Linked DNA regions of Danio rerio: region 1 is linked to region 2. A link is a contact called in public Hi-C data. All regions are on one chromosome and are shown on one strand. Each heading gives the region's core, a stretch centred on a gene start, on an enhancer-like site or on the middle of the called end of the contact. The rest is flanking DNA. Distances are from core to core; before and after follow the strand shown. Region 1 has its middle 100 kb from the start of tnrc6c1. Region 2 overlaps tnrc6c1 (trinucleotide repeat containing adaptor 6C1).

Evidence for each region. A called contact is a pair of places that touch in the nucleus more often than the background predicts.
Region 1: a contact with region 2 is called in a Hi-C map of embryo, with 2.6 times the contacts expected there. The contact joins two enhancer-like sites. A contact is called at or near these places in 6 of 18 Hi-C or Micro-C datasets (caudal fin, embryo, fibroblasts and 2 more) and 1 of 4 datasets of contacts at active chromatin or transcription factors (caudal fin).

What each region holds. Positions count from the first base shown.
Region 1 is chr3:33,290,920-33,298,117 of GRCz12tu, forward strand. No RefSeq gene overlaps it. Among named protein-coding and RNA genes, the nearest start is that of tnrc6c1, 100 kb to the left of the region's middle. Within about 2 kb of position 5,757, at least 4 of the 62 cell types and tissues checked have an H3K27ac peak or open chromatin away from gene starts, as enhancers often do.
Region 2 is chr3:33,137,053-33,143,906 of GRCz12tu, forward strand. The region is part of intron 3 of tnrc6c1 (trinucleotide repeat containing adaptor 6C1); the gene reads right to left. Among named protein-coding and RNA genes, the nearest start is that of tnrc6c1, 52 kb to the right of the region's middle. Within about 2 kb of position 3,204, at least 23 of the 62 cell types and tissues checked have an H3K27ac peak or open chromatin away from gene starts, as enhancers often do.

The DNA of each region.
Region 1 (7,198 bases), core at 4,507-7,006, 160 kb after region 2:
CGCTGCTGGATAGAAATCTTGTCCAAATGCTCCATTTTATACAGGAAATGAGATTTTTTACATTTAAACTCAACAAAGAGGAACTTTAAAAAGCTTCAGAATCTTGCATGTCTGATTACAGAGTTTAAACAAAAAAGCTACTGTCAGAGATGGGAATATGTGTCTGCATGACTGAAACTTTTGTTTGTTCCTGCCTTAATAAACCAGTTAAATTCTACCAAGAGTATTAGACCTCCTGCACATTAGCATCTTACCTTATACTGGGTTTTGTATTGTATATATTTTTTATATTGTGTATGTATGTGCTGTGGTATCTTAATGCATGTTCTCAACTGTCTTATATGGTTGACAGTAGTACTTTGCCCAAGACACTTGTCTAAATTGCTTTGGGGATAAATTACAATGCTTATTATGTTACAAATTTAATTCAGTTTTTCTTGTCCTTGAATAAATTTGGCCAAAAACTCACGTTAAAAAAAGATACAGGGCAACCCAAAGACTAGCTAAGGGTCCAGCAATAAGTGAACCATAGTTTTACACTCATTTTAAACACAGTTCTGGATAAAAGTGTATGGGCAATGCCAGCGTTTTGGATGTGACATTTGCAGTAAAAACTCAAAACATAAATTCACATAGAAAGTATACGCTACCATTTTATTGTAACATCTGTTTATATTTTTCCAAAGCAATTAACCACAGAGTTATGGGATCAGAAAAATAACAGTCTCTAAACATTTTTATATTTTTAATGAGGGAAATAAATGTGTTATGGATGTTACTACAAAGCAGTAAACAACATCTTTGTAGAAATTATGTCAATTAAACTGCACAAACTAAAAGAAACAATGCTAATCAAAAGGATAAGAGTTGGCTCACTATAGAACAAAAATGATTGATTTTATTTTATTTGACATTTTTGCCATTATGAGGAAAAAGCTTTGTTATGGATGTGACGTCTCTCCATTATGGATGTGACAGATGTGAAATTGGCACTTGTGGGACTTTGGTAAATCAAATTCAATTATTTGAAAACATCGACAGGTGCATTTTTGAGTATTTTACAGTACTGTAAAATGCTTGCTTACGCAAAAAAACGTAGAAAGGGTTTTGCTATTTTGGTAAAAACTTAATTTTGTTCATGGCAAAGTTGACATTTGCATGGAATTGCTCATTTATAAAATGTTTTCCTCCAGCAAAAAGAGTCTATAGAGTGCAAAATAAAATAGATAAACAATTCTCATGTATTTCCCACAGTGGGGTGCAGCTGGAAGGGCATCCACTGCATGAAACATGTGCTGGATAAGTTGGCGGTTCTTTCCGCTGTGGTGACCCCAGATTAATAAAGGGACTAAGCCGAAAAGAAAATGAATGATGAATGAATTCTCATGTAGATTTAGGGATTTATCAGCCATATTTGAATAGAGCACAATGATATTTCAGTGGAGCTTCTGTCTGTCCCCTTGATATGACTACATGACAAATGCTAAACTGTATTCTTTAAAAATCATAAACCATTAACATTTTACACACAAAGGACCCTATCATACCCTGATGCAATGTACAAGATGTGTTTGACGTGATATGTTGCTATTTTCAGACCATTGCAACACTAAATTTTCTGTTTTCGTTGTTTAAATAGCAAATCCATCTGTGCCACTTTGTGGACTCATGGGTGTTCGGTTCTAAAATAGAGGTGTGTTAAGGTGCATTGTTGGCGCACTGCTATTAAGAAACTGAAACATCATGTGCCTTAAATGCGTACACATTGCTTAATACAATGAGGATGTACAGCAATATGGAAATATCTTTACATATAAAAAAATTTAAGGATTAAAATATTACAAAAAATACTTTTTTGTACATGAATATAAAAACCACTGCCTCCATGCCGTCTTCATCTCAGGGAGCTTTTTTCAGTTTATTCATGACAGTTTGCTTTTGTATAATGTTATTATAATTAGCAGTATGATTTATTATATGCATGTTTATATTTGTTAATAAAAACAAGCTTAGATTTTTCAATCTGTCGAGTTTCAGACCATAGGACGTTTGTTTGGATATAACTCTTGGATATAATTTTGACCACACTTCATAATTATTGTTCATTTATTAGTTTGCTGGAAATTAGAACTGAATTTAGAAATAGTTTTGAAACAAATCTTTGAGCTTAACAAACAAAATTAAATATGTAGGCTAATGGATGTTTTCAGTGGAGTGCGTACAACACCTTTTCCTTTTCCATGAAAGTAAAAGAGCAAAGAGTAGAAGTAAAGAGAAAGTAAAGCAGCTTGTTCTTTATCTTTTTGCTGCAGATGGTCTGTTTATCTGCTTTTTTGCTAGTGAAGCATTCATTTCCCACTTACAAAGTCCAATGTGCCAAGGCGGGTTGCAATAGACTCTTTAAGGGAATGAGAGATGAGACTCTAAATGGTTTAATGCACATTATTCTCAAAACCCACCCATAACTCATTAAGAGAATAAGCACAAACCTGTTAGATCATGCGTCAGGGTGGAAAAAACGTCTTTTTCCGTCCTTAAAATAGCAAAAGTGGATTTGGACACGCCCTTAATGCTTTTGTGCTATGTACCTTAGACCTTGCACCTATCATTAAAATAGAGCCCATAGTTTTTGACTGAAGAATGCTGTACTTATTTTTTTCTTTTTTTAAAGTAAAAGGTAAGTACCTATCAGCAAAATAACGGCATGGAATGAAATACATCAGATTTTATGAAAATATAGCCCCATACGAAAGAAAAAAGCTAAAGGTTCATGCATACAGTTAAAAGAAATAAAGTGATGATGATGATGAAAGATAAAATGAAAGCTCTTCGCCATAAAGCAGAAAACTAAATCTAAAAATAATTTCCTTTGACTACAAGTGTTTTCGCCTTGAACTGCTTTTCAGTGGAAGTCTGTAGTGTAATTGCACAATTTTCAGAATAGAAACACTGATATTATGGAGATATTATTTCACTAGACCTGACATTTAATAGCTCCAGGTTGAAGTACTTATTTTCCATTTTAAACTGTCTTTTGAAGACATACAGTAACATGCATATATATATTTTTAATCATTACGGTTCAGTGGGAAGCGAGACGTGCCAGGAAAACGTACATTTGAGATGTGAAGATGCTAAAAATACATATGAATTTCAAGAATATCTGGAGGCAAAGTCCTTATCTGTTAATGTGGGAGAAATAGACGTCTTGACATTTCTCATTTTAATTGATCCCTTTTTCTCGTTCACTACCTTCCGCAAATTTACTGGGAGTAGATTTCTCAAAGACACACTTGCGGTCTGCGGTTTCTCCACAGACACCCTGATGAGACTTTCCATATCCGGCCAGTTAACGAAACAAGATTACGCATGGAGACTCAATTATTACATTCAAAGCAGAGCAGGTTAAACACACAAATCACTGCAGTGAAATTCACCTCATGCTGTAAGTATAACACGTCTACAAAAATTAAGGACAGAAAACATTCAAAATGCTATTAATATTTTAAATGTTACTCTTGTTACACTTGATTTGTGTCATTAGATTTCAATTACAATACATTAAAGAGCACCTATGATAAAAATCCTCTTTTGAAAGCTGTTTGGACATATCTGTGTGCAGGTATATTGTTTCCACAGACATATTGGAGTAATATAAAGACAATAAGCCTCCCTTTTTTAAATTTCCTGACGTTAAAGTAGCATCCAAATCCCTTCTGATTTGAGGCCCACAACAATGTGATGTACAGTAGGAGTGCGGTTTCCCCGCCCACTGAATTGATTGACAGACGCATATTAACTTGTCTTTAGTAACCAGGGCCGGAGCAAGCTGAACTGCCGCTCTAGGCAGAGGACGATCATGCCGCCCTCAACCCCAATGTGAAAACAAAAGTGACCGTTTATGAAAATGAAGTGAGGTGTCGCGGACCTCGTTTCCAGCGCACTATGCGTGGATATAACTGAGGACCCGCGGGTGCTGAGGGAGGGAGGTGTTGCGGACACTGCGCTCTCTATTCTGCCGCCCTATATATGCGCGGATATAACTGAGGATGCACGGGTGTCGCGTACCTCAATTCTGCCGCCCTATGCGCGGATATAACTGAGGACACGCGGGTGCTGATGAAGGTGTCGCTGACGCCGCCCTCTCTATTCTGTCATCTATGTGCGAATATATCTGAGGACGCGGGTGGTGAGGGATGTGTCGCGGACATAACTGAGAACGCGGGTGGTAAGGGAGGTGTCACGGATGCCACCCTCCCTATACTGCCGCCCTAGGCGGCCGCCTAGGTCGCCTCTATGGACGCGCCCGCCCTGTTAGTAACACATATAATCATATCAACAAGACAGGGCGTGTGCAAAGCAACTGGGATTAAAAGATCTGTTCAGCTCTCTGTGATCATCAAAAATGATCAAGAATGAGTTTTAAAAGTTTAAAACGTTTTTAAAATAGTACATGTCTGTAAGGAAGAAAAGTCAGTAAAACTGCTGTAATTCATCACATCAGCCGCTTGTCAGTAATATTATAAATGACGATGCTTCATTCCTGATTTTTGGACGTTTGTCCAGGTTTACTTTGTACATTAACTTAATGTGAACGTTGTACTGACATTGCTGTGAATCATCGTTGCAGAAAGGCTTGAATTAACTCCACAACAAATACATCAAATAATAATTGGAAAAGTTCTTACTGTAGTTTTTTCTCACAAGCGTTACATGAGATCTGCTTCCTTCATGTCTGTCACTGTGCTGTTTATCTGACTCAGCCAAAGCGGAGATTGAGGCACACTCTGACCGGCACGTGGGAACGATGTCCGGGGTGAACTAACATAAAAGGCACAGGCAAAAAAAAAAAAAAAAAAAAAAAAAAAGCTGAAAATCCCAATATTCTGAAAGGTATAATAAATATTCTGACGGGTGTTTTGAGCTGAAACTTTACAGACACATTCTGGAGACAAAATATTTATCTTAAATCTTGAAAAAGGTATAAAATAGGTGCCCTTTAAACAGAAATTCTCAAAATGATTTTTTTTTTCGCCTCCATTGAGGCATTGACTACTATAATATATAATTTGCTTGATTTTATTCAACGTTTTCCTGGCTGTTCACAGTATTGTTCAAATTATGGAGTAATAAAAATATATTCAAAATAACCTTGCTAAAAACCTTAATTTTAAAATAATATGTAATAAGAAATATAAACAAAGAAACAGTTTAGACACCTGACTTAATTCAACGTTCAGAATTTTGTGTTTTAAATGTATGCAATGCATATTTCATGGAACAATATCTCATTTGCATATACAAACATAATATTTAAGAAAAAAAACATAATAAAAACAAAATGTTTGCAATGTTTTATGTAATCAATCAGTTATGAAAGCATGACATTACATTTTTCTCTGAAGTGTCATACCTTCATATTAATACAGCTAAATTTAAGCGGCTTTACAGAAAATCACAGTATGCAAAGTGAAGAAGCTATATTTGTTGCAGTGAGATTCTGATTTCTTCCACACAAATGCAAAAAGCAGTGAGCGCCAGCACATCTGCAGGGCCACTGATGAAAACTAAACATGGCTTGAAGTAGAACTGGCCCCTGGGACCCTTCCTCCTCTCGCTCTTCCCCATCTCCGGCTTTGTGTTCGCCGCTATCTAATTTTGGTCAGGATGCAAGAGCGAGGCGCTACACTGATTTCCATCAGCGCACAGGAATATAACCTCCTTGTTGCCTGGGCAACCTGCATTTGCTTTAGCAGCGTTTTTGCATATTGCTGCAGATTTTTTCCATTAGCAAGGCAGTGGTAAACAGGAGAGGAGGATCAGGCTGGAGGGGGGAGTGAGAGAGAAAGAGACTGACGGCAAGACACATGAGGGGCAGCACTGGTAGAAAGAGGTTTTCAGCTTGCACCTTGGCATAACATTTGTGGCAAAAGACACTGACCATTTATTAATCAATGAGGAGATCTCATGAAAGCTCTCAAGGACTCAAGGAACTCCAGATACATTTATTTAAAGAGATTTAAAAATTTTTTAAAAATATTTTACATTATATAAACAGTTAAAGTCAGAATTATATTTTAAATATTTCTCAAATGATGTTTAACAGAACAAGTAAATTTTAACAGTATGTCTGATAATATTCTTTCTTCTGGAGAAAGTCTTATTTGTTTTACTTCGGCTAGAATAAAAGTATTTAAAAAAAATTCAAATGACAAAACTTTTAGCCCCTTTAGGCTATTTTTTCGATAGTCTACAGAACAAACTATCATTATACAATAACTTGCCTAATTACCCTAACCTGCCTAGTTAACCTAATTAACCTAGTTAAGCCTTTAAGTGTCACTTTAAGCTGTATAGAAGTGTCTTGAAAACATCTAGTCAAATAATATTTACTGTCATCATGACAAAAATAAAATAAATCAGTTATTAGAAATTAGTTATTAAAACTATTATGTTTAGAAATGTGTTGAAAAAAATCTTCCTGTTAAACAGAAATTGGGAAAAAAATAATAAACATGGGGGTGAATAATTCTGACCTCAACTGTATATATACACATATACATATGAAAGCTCTCATCCTCTTCCCCTCATTTTTACATTATAAAAACATATCAAAGTAAATTATCTTGATGCACAATATCCATTTAATTTAAAAAATAAAAATAAACAATAATAATTCTGAATATTTTATAATAATAGTAATGATAATATTATAGAAAAACACTTAGGTATTTTTTTATCTTTTATTTTATTTCATTTTAACACAATATATTTAATACTCCTTAAAAACAATAACATGAATATTAATAAAGAAAAATTAAGCTTTTTTAATTATTTTTTATTTATTTAGTATTTAATTTCATGGTAAAGTTTTTCAGAAAGACTAATTAAACTTCAAAACATTAATAATAATAATAATAATAATAATAATAATAATAATAATAATAATAATAATAATAAATAAATAATAACAGAAAGAACAAACAAAAAAAATGTTTAAAAATTATCTGGATATACTGCAGTAATGTTGAATTGTTATGAAATAATAACATTGCATAAACAGAGCCAACATTTGAATTTCATGTTTGTTAAACATGAAATGCTTTCGACTAAATATAACTCAATGCAGACAAGCATTTGTGACACACACACTCAGAATAAATACCAGGCATAAAGCCACCACATTTTACTTGATTGT
Region 2 (6,854 bases), core at 1,954-4,453:
CTTGAACAGATAATAACAGAACTAAGGCATGACAACAAGGACTTATCTTGTCAGCCAATAAAACAGTGTAAACAGAGCATGTTTCTGTCATAAGATTTCAGACCTATCATTTTTTTTTTATCTCAGAGTTTGAATGTGCATGTGTTCTTTGTAAAATCCATTCTAGCTTGCCTTAAAGCAAAGCAGTCTAATCTTATTTTTAGCTCTTGATGTCATTACTTTTGGAAAGCTGAGAGTTTTAAAGCATTTGAATATGAGGAAATCCTCATTATCATTTCTAAAGCTAGACTCTCTCAGCTCAACTTCATTTCCTGGTCACAACATTGTTGGCGTTGGTAGGATGCATGTAAATGTGTGTGGGTGTGACAGGAAAAGAGAATGAGAGAAAGTTTGTGTGGCTGGGACCAGTGCCAGCACTCAGGTCTGTTTGGTGGCTTATTGGGGGAAGAGAACACAGGACTCTCTAAGGCAAACAGGCCTATAATGAGCTGATAATTCCCAGGCAAAGCAGGGCTGCAAGTTGTAAAGTACTCCACAGAACCGCACTGAACCACCCAAACCCAAACACATACACCAGAGCTTAAAGGTGCATTAGGAGATTTTAAAAAATGCTAATGTCAGCCTAATAGGACTGAAAGTCTATGTCAGGGGTGTCCAAACTCAAAGTTTAGTTTCAACCCCATCAGACACACCTAGGCTAGCTAATCAAGATCTTGCTAGGCCTTCTAGAAACATTCATGCAGGTGTGTTGAGGCAAGTTTGGAGCTAAAATCTGCAAGACACTGGCACAATTACTCGTTTCAGCATGGATATCGCAATGTGATTATTCGCAATAGTCACATAGCGAGTATATGCAAAGTTGAGTCTGAATTATATATTATAAGTGTTTTAGTTTGTGTTTTTTGAGCCCTATAACTGTGTGGGGGTTTTAAAAGAATTCAGACACAAGAAAATGTACCATTTGTAACTTAAAAAAAGATGCATTTTACTGAATTGTTTATAAAACAAAGACTATTCAGCATTATTTTACATTTGATTGTTCAATTCCTGTATACCTGAATACATCTCTACTCTTCGGAATACAATAAAGCGCTGTTTATTTAATTAGCATACTTTTAATTTTTTATTTCTCTATGCTTGTATATTGTTTATTATATTATATGCATTTCCCTACAGAATCTAAAATTACAGATTCTTTACAATCATTTATTCAAGTCATCTATTCATATTGCAATATATATCGCAGAATTAAAAAAATATCACAATGTGTAATTTTTCCAATATCGTGCTGCCCTAATGCGCACACTAGACAACATCACTGCAATACATCACGTAACATTCACCAGAGAGAAAACTAATAGTATAGTTATTAATTACAAAATTAAACTTTAAAAAAGTAGATTGATGTTTGCCTGCCATTCTTTGTCTGAACAGTGTCTATGAATGAGCAGATAGTGTAATCTTTTCTGCGTAAACAGGGTGCGCAGAGGTACGCAAGTACATATTTTGGTTCAGACCGCACATTTTGATTGGATAAACTTGGTCCTACACCTTGAACAGATATTAAAATGCATATAAATACATTTAAACCACATATATGAATAATTGCTATCAGGATGTGAAGAGACTTTCTACTTTACAGCCACACCTGATCTCAGGTCAAGTTGCATTACAAGTTGCACTACATTGACAATGATTGGAAGCTGCACCAGAGATACCTTCAGATGGCATATTTTCCACTACATTAAAATTCTTATTTACATGAGAAGATGCAATAAATGCAAATATACTTTTAATACTTTTAATATGAAAAAAAACACTAAAATTTATTTTGTTTACAAAATGCAAGTTATTTATTTTTACTTTCTTTTTTTATAAGAAGTGACTTAGTTTTACACTGTGTTTTCATTTCAGTGATTCAACACGGATGTTTAATAAATAATCATAGAAAGTAGATAGTGTGTTTCCTTCAGTTATATAAAAATCAAGTAATGCTTCATTCAGAAATGTCTCAGTTGTAATATGTGAGCATATTTGCTGTACAAAAGCTGTCAGTGAAATATGACGGCAAAAAAAAAAAAAATAAATAAATAAATAAATAAATAAATAATTAAATTCATTAACCATAATCCAGGTAAAATGTTTGATTGATTGAGATTTAGATTTTAGGCCAAATCTCCTAGCCCTACTCTGAACACAATTACATATTGCACTTTTAAAGGTGAAAAATGCGATTCAAGAGCTTGCCTTTGACAGCATCAAACTAAACTGCAAAATACTGACTCAAGACAACCATATATACCCCATAATCCCCTAATACTGCAAGCTGGAGTACTAAAAGAAACTGAACAATGTTGACAGATATTTCTATCTGATGAATCAGACCACAGAGATCCAAAAGAGTCACCTGTGACTATAAGAGGCTGAGATGGTTCCCTAGTACATATGTCAGTAATAGAAATAACACTCAATCAGGCACTATGGATTCTATCTAACTTTAACTATAGCCAAAAGCAAAATAAGACACCAAGTTGTTTTTGACATGTTTTCCCATTGAAGTTTGGAGACAGTAAGACTAATTTCTGAAATAAATACTTTCCTTTATTAAGGATTCAATAAACTGAAAGTTTGGACTTTTTTATATATTAAATAGTCAAACTTTTATTAATAATATGAAATACTATGCTATAATTTATTTAAAATTTTTTTAAACACTCTTCTTTAAAAAAAATCTAATTTCAAGGTATTCTGTAAAAGAATTAATTATGGCTTTAATGGGTTTCATTAAAATGATTTCTAAAAGATGGGGTGACATTGAAGGATGTAGCATTAATTGCTGCTTAAAGTTTGCTTATCTAAGAAACACTCATTTTTTCAATACACTTTAATAGAAAGTCTTTATTTAAAACTGAAATTTACTTCAATATTGACATTTTCACTGTATTCAATAATAAAAAATGCTACTCTTTCAGAAATCACTTGGAAGTGGGGCATCAGGCCATGCGAAAAAGTTAAAAACCATTGATTTCTGATGATAGGTTGAAAATAATTTCCGTCCCACGGGCCATTTTACATTAGATAGCCATGCGATGACTGTAGGAAAGATGGGGGGAGCAAAAGTGACAAGCTAAATGAATACAGCCTCTGTGTTGCTGTTGCTGGCTTAAAGCTGAGCTATGGGCCATTCGGCTACATTCCAGCGGCTTCCTGTAAAAACACACACACAGAGAAAGCTGGGAGCTCTTATTACTCGCTAGGCAATGTGCGTTAAGTAACATCCAGCGGAACCACAGCTCAGTGCACGTGCCGGCTCAAAACATACACAAAAGCCAACTCAACAAGGAGAGGCAGCAGGCGGCAGGCAGCAGGAAAAGGAATGGAAGCATAGGTAGGTTTTAAAACCATCAATATACATTCTGGGACTGCCATAAATGCAATGCTGTCTTAAAATTAGGGCAAAACATATTATTTTATTAAGTATTATTATTATAATAATATTAATAATATGATAAGTATCCAGACTAAGTTATGCAATTACATCTGCTCCTATATATTGCACTGTAGTGTATAGGAATGCAACGATTATAGATTTTGCTTGTACATTGTACACTTGTATTTTAGTCTAGGAACATTACCACAACAGTTACCACAATAATTATGCATTCATTCATTTCAAAACACTACTAATCTAGAAAATTACATGAAAACTTTTATATTTTAGAGTTATTTATTGATGCTCAGTAACCAATTCAAACAGCATAAAATAATAATAAAAACAAACAGTAGTCCATTTCTCTTTAGAGTTAAAAAAAAAAAAATTTTTTTGCATTTAAAAAAACCCCAATAATTTTACACTAAAAATAAATGAAAGAACATAGAATAAAAAAAGGAATTAATAAAAATAAGAATAAATAATAGAATAGAATAATAATTGAAATGTGTATATTTTATGCAAAGTATGAAGCTAATTGGTCAGTTCTTGTCATGTGACTCACGTTGCGCTCGCAGCATACTTTCAAATACATGCACTTGGGAACGCATCGCTCCCAATATGCACCTCCATTGGAAATAGTAAACTTGTGCGCGCAAAAGACTTAATATGTGATCGGCCCTTAGTTAAAAGCATCAGCCATAGTTAATCCAATGTGTGTACGTATTAGTCAGTGTACAAGCTTACTAGCACACAGTTTGAATAACTTTATTTAGTTGCAGCAGTTTTGTTCCGTGCAGAAACGTGGTGTTAAAAAAAAGCCTTTACGATTAATTAACCATGACAAATTAAAGCGTGGTTAATAGTGAAATCGGTTAATCGTTGCATTCCTAATAGCGTAGGCAAACATACTGTACAAACACAGTTTATACACAAGGTTTAAAATGTTAAACCCAGTAAGTTAAGGTAACTCAAAACCGATTGAAACAAACCATTTAAAATTTAAAAACTAATCCTAATGAGTACTGTGAACTTAATCCATTTGAATAAATGAAGCAATTCGAGCATTGTAAAACCCAATAAATGAAGAGAACTCAAACCAACTGAGTACTGTAAAACCAAATAAGTTAAGGCAACTCAAAACTAAGAAAACCGATTTCTACAAACCATTTGACTTCAAAAGCTAAGAGTACGGTGAACTTACTCTATTTAAGTTGAAGTAATGAGGTATTTAATTAACTCATCACCTTCAACACTGAGTTTAAAAGTCTTTTTAAATGAGTTAACTTTCAGTAAATGGAGTTAACTACACTCATTTCATTTGATAAAGTTGACCACTGGGTTTTACAGTGTACACATAACCTTTTTTGCACATAACGCATAGCATTCACTATATTTGTTTTCATAGAATTTAATATGAGCACTGTTTTACTAGATAAAATTAGACAGTCAGTGTAAAAAAAAAAGTCTTTTCATCCATATATTATTTTTAAAAAAATATATAACATAAATAGCAAAAAAATTGGCCCTTCTGCCAGCCATATTTACAAACTGCATTGCCAAATAATAAGAATATTCAACAACAATAATAATAATAACAGTAATATTAATAGTAATTATGATAAATAAAATAAAAAGATTTCTGCAAACAAAAAAAGTTTTATACAGACTCAATTACTCAGTCTTTTATGAGGTTGTGTAGTAAATAAGTAATACAAAAACAAAAAACTGAAACAACCAGTAACAGTAACTAGAATACATAAACTAAGCGTTCGATACAATTAAAAGAACAGACCTAATTCAAGAAGTGGACAACAGCAGTCACACTGCATTATTTCGGTTCATTAAGTCTCACTCGAAAGAAGTGGCTGATAGAAGCCATTTGTTTGGGAATCCGGAAATCAGACTACAATACCTGTGATGTAAGGTTTTTACAAAGTACGAGCACAGGCAAGTGCCACTCATGTTGAATTGAAACAATTTAAATAATGTGATTTTTCTGCCAAGTATTTCAGTCACATCAAGTGTGCATAATGATGGGAAAAATGGCTTAGCAAGATAAGTTACTAGATTTTTGAACTTGGTCTTGCTACTAACCAAAACTAAAGAATGATTCCTTCAACTTATAAACAAGAGCCAATTGATACTTTGGGAAGAGAATTAAAAACAGTCCACAAGCCAGCCCATATATCTGCCATGCCAATCAGGAGACTCCTTCTGAATCACGCACATTTACTGTAAGCTGTGAATCACCCCAGCCCACAGAGCTGATCGTCTGCCATCTCTCCTTTTTCCTCTCAAACTCATTCTTTCGCTCCGCCACTGCGATCGACAAGCCACAGACACACAGCCGAAGACTGCCAAGTCCACGTACAAACTACAAGTCTTGGCACACCCATACGCCTCCAAACACAGGAAGTAGCAAAGCACAGCTCAGCAAGGGCGCTTCTCTCCACCTTGCTTTCTTTGCCTGCAAAAGCAAGGCAGCAGAAAAAAAACAGCATCCACGACTATTGCACATTCACACATGAGTGAGCTCAAACAAAACTACATAACAAAAGCACACTGATTAAATGTCAACAGGAGATTTGAACAGGACCCTGTCTGTGATAAACTAATTAGGCTATTTTGCTGCCTATTGAACCACATCTTTTGAGCCACAATCATGAGAGGCTGTTCACACACAGAAAATGATTTCTGATTTTACTGCAATCATTTTATCAGACTTTTAATTCACAGTCAAAGGCATTTTAGAAGACAGACATCTTTGCTCTGTGTGTGTGTCAAGATTTTTGCAGTGTCTTGGACGACACACAGCTCAAAAACTAGAAGCTGAAGTCAAAATTAAAAAATAAATCAATTCTACTACTTGCGTCTTGTGTTTTAACAAATAATTAGTGAATATCCTCTCACTTTAATAAAAAGGGTTTGGAGTAAACAAACACAAATAAGTAGGACATTTTCATATCTTGTTAATTAATTAGAAAAACATTTGTATAACCCAGCCATTTTCGTTGCTATTTTAATGTCTTAAAATAACATCTGCAGATATTCCTGGCTTCATTGTGTTGTAACATTTTATTCATGCAAAGTGTGACCCCCAGAGCAAAGCAGAAATTACTGCAAAGATCAATTCTAAAAAAATAAAATAAACGAAAATTAAAAATAACATCAACATAAAACTGAAATCCCTTCAAAATTTACTTCTCTGGGTGAAACATCCTCATTGGGAATTGACTGTATTGTTGTCATTAGTAAATTGCTGCGGTCACTCCATTTGAGTGACAGATGGCTTAAGATTTAAAAAATATAAGAAGTGTCAGTTTAAATGTTGTATACTAAACAGCAGAAAACAAGGAAACTGCAATGAAGCATATAGATCAGAGATGTCCAAACTAGGGCCCGCGGGCCAAAGTTGGCCCAT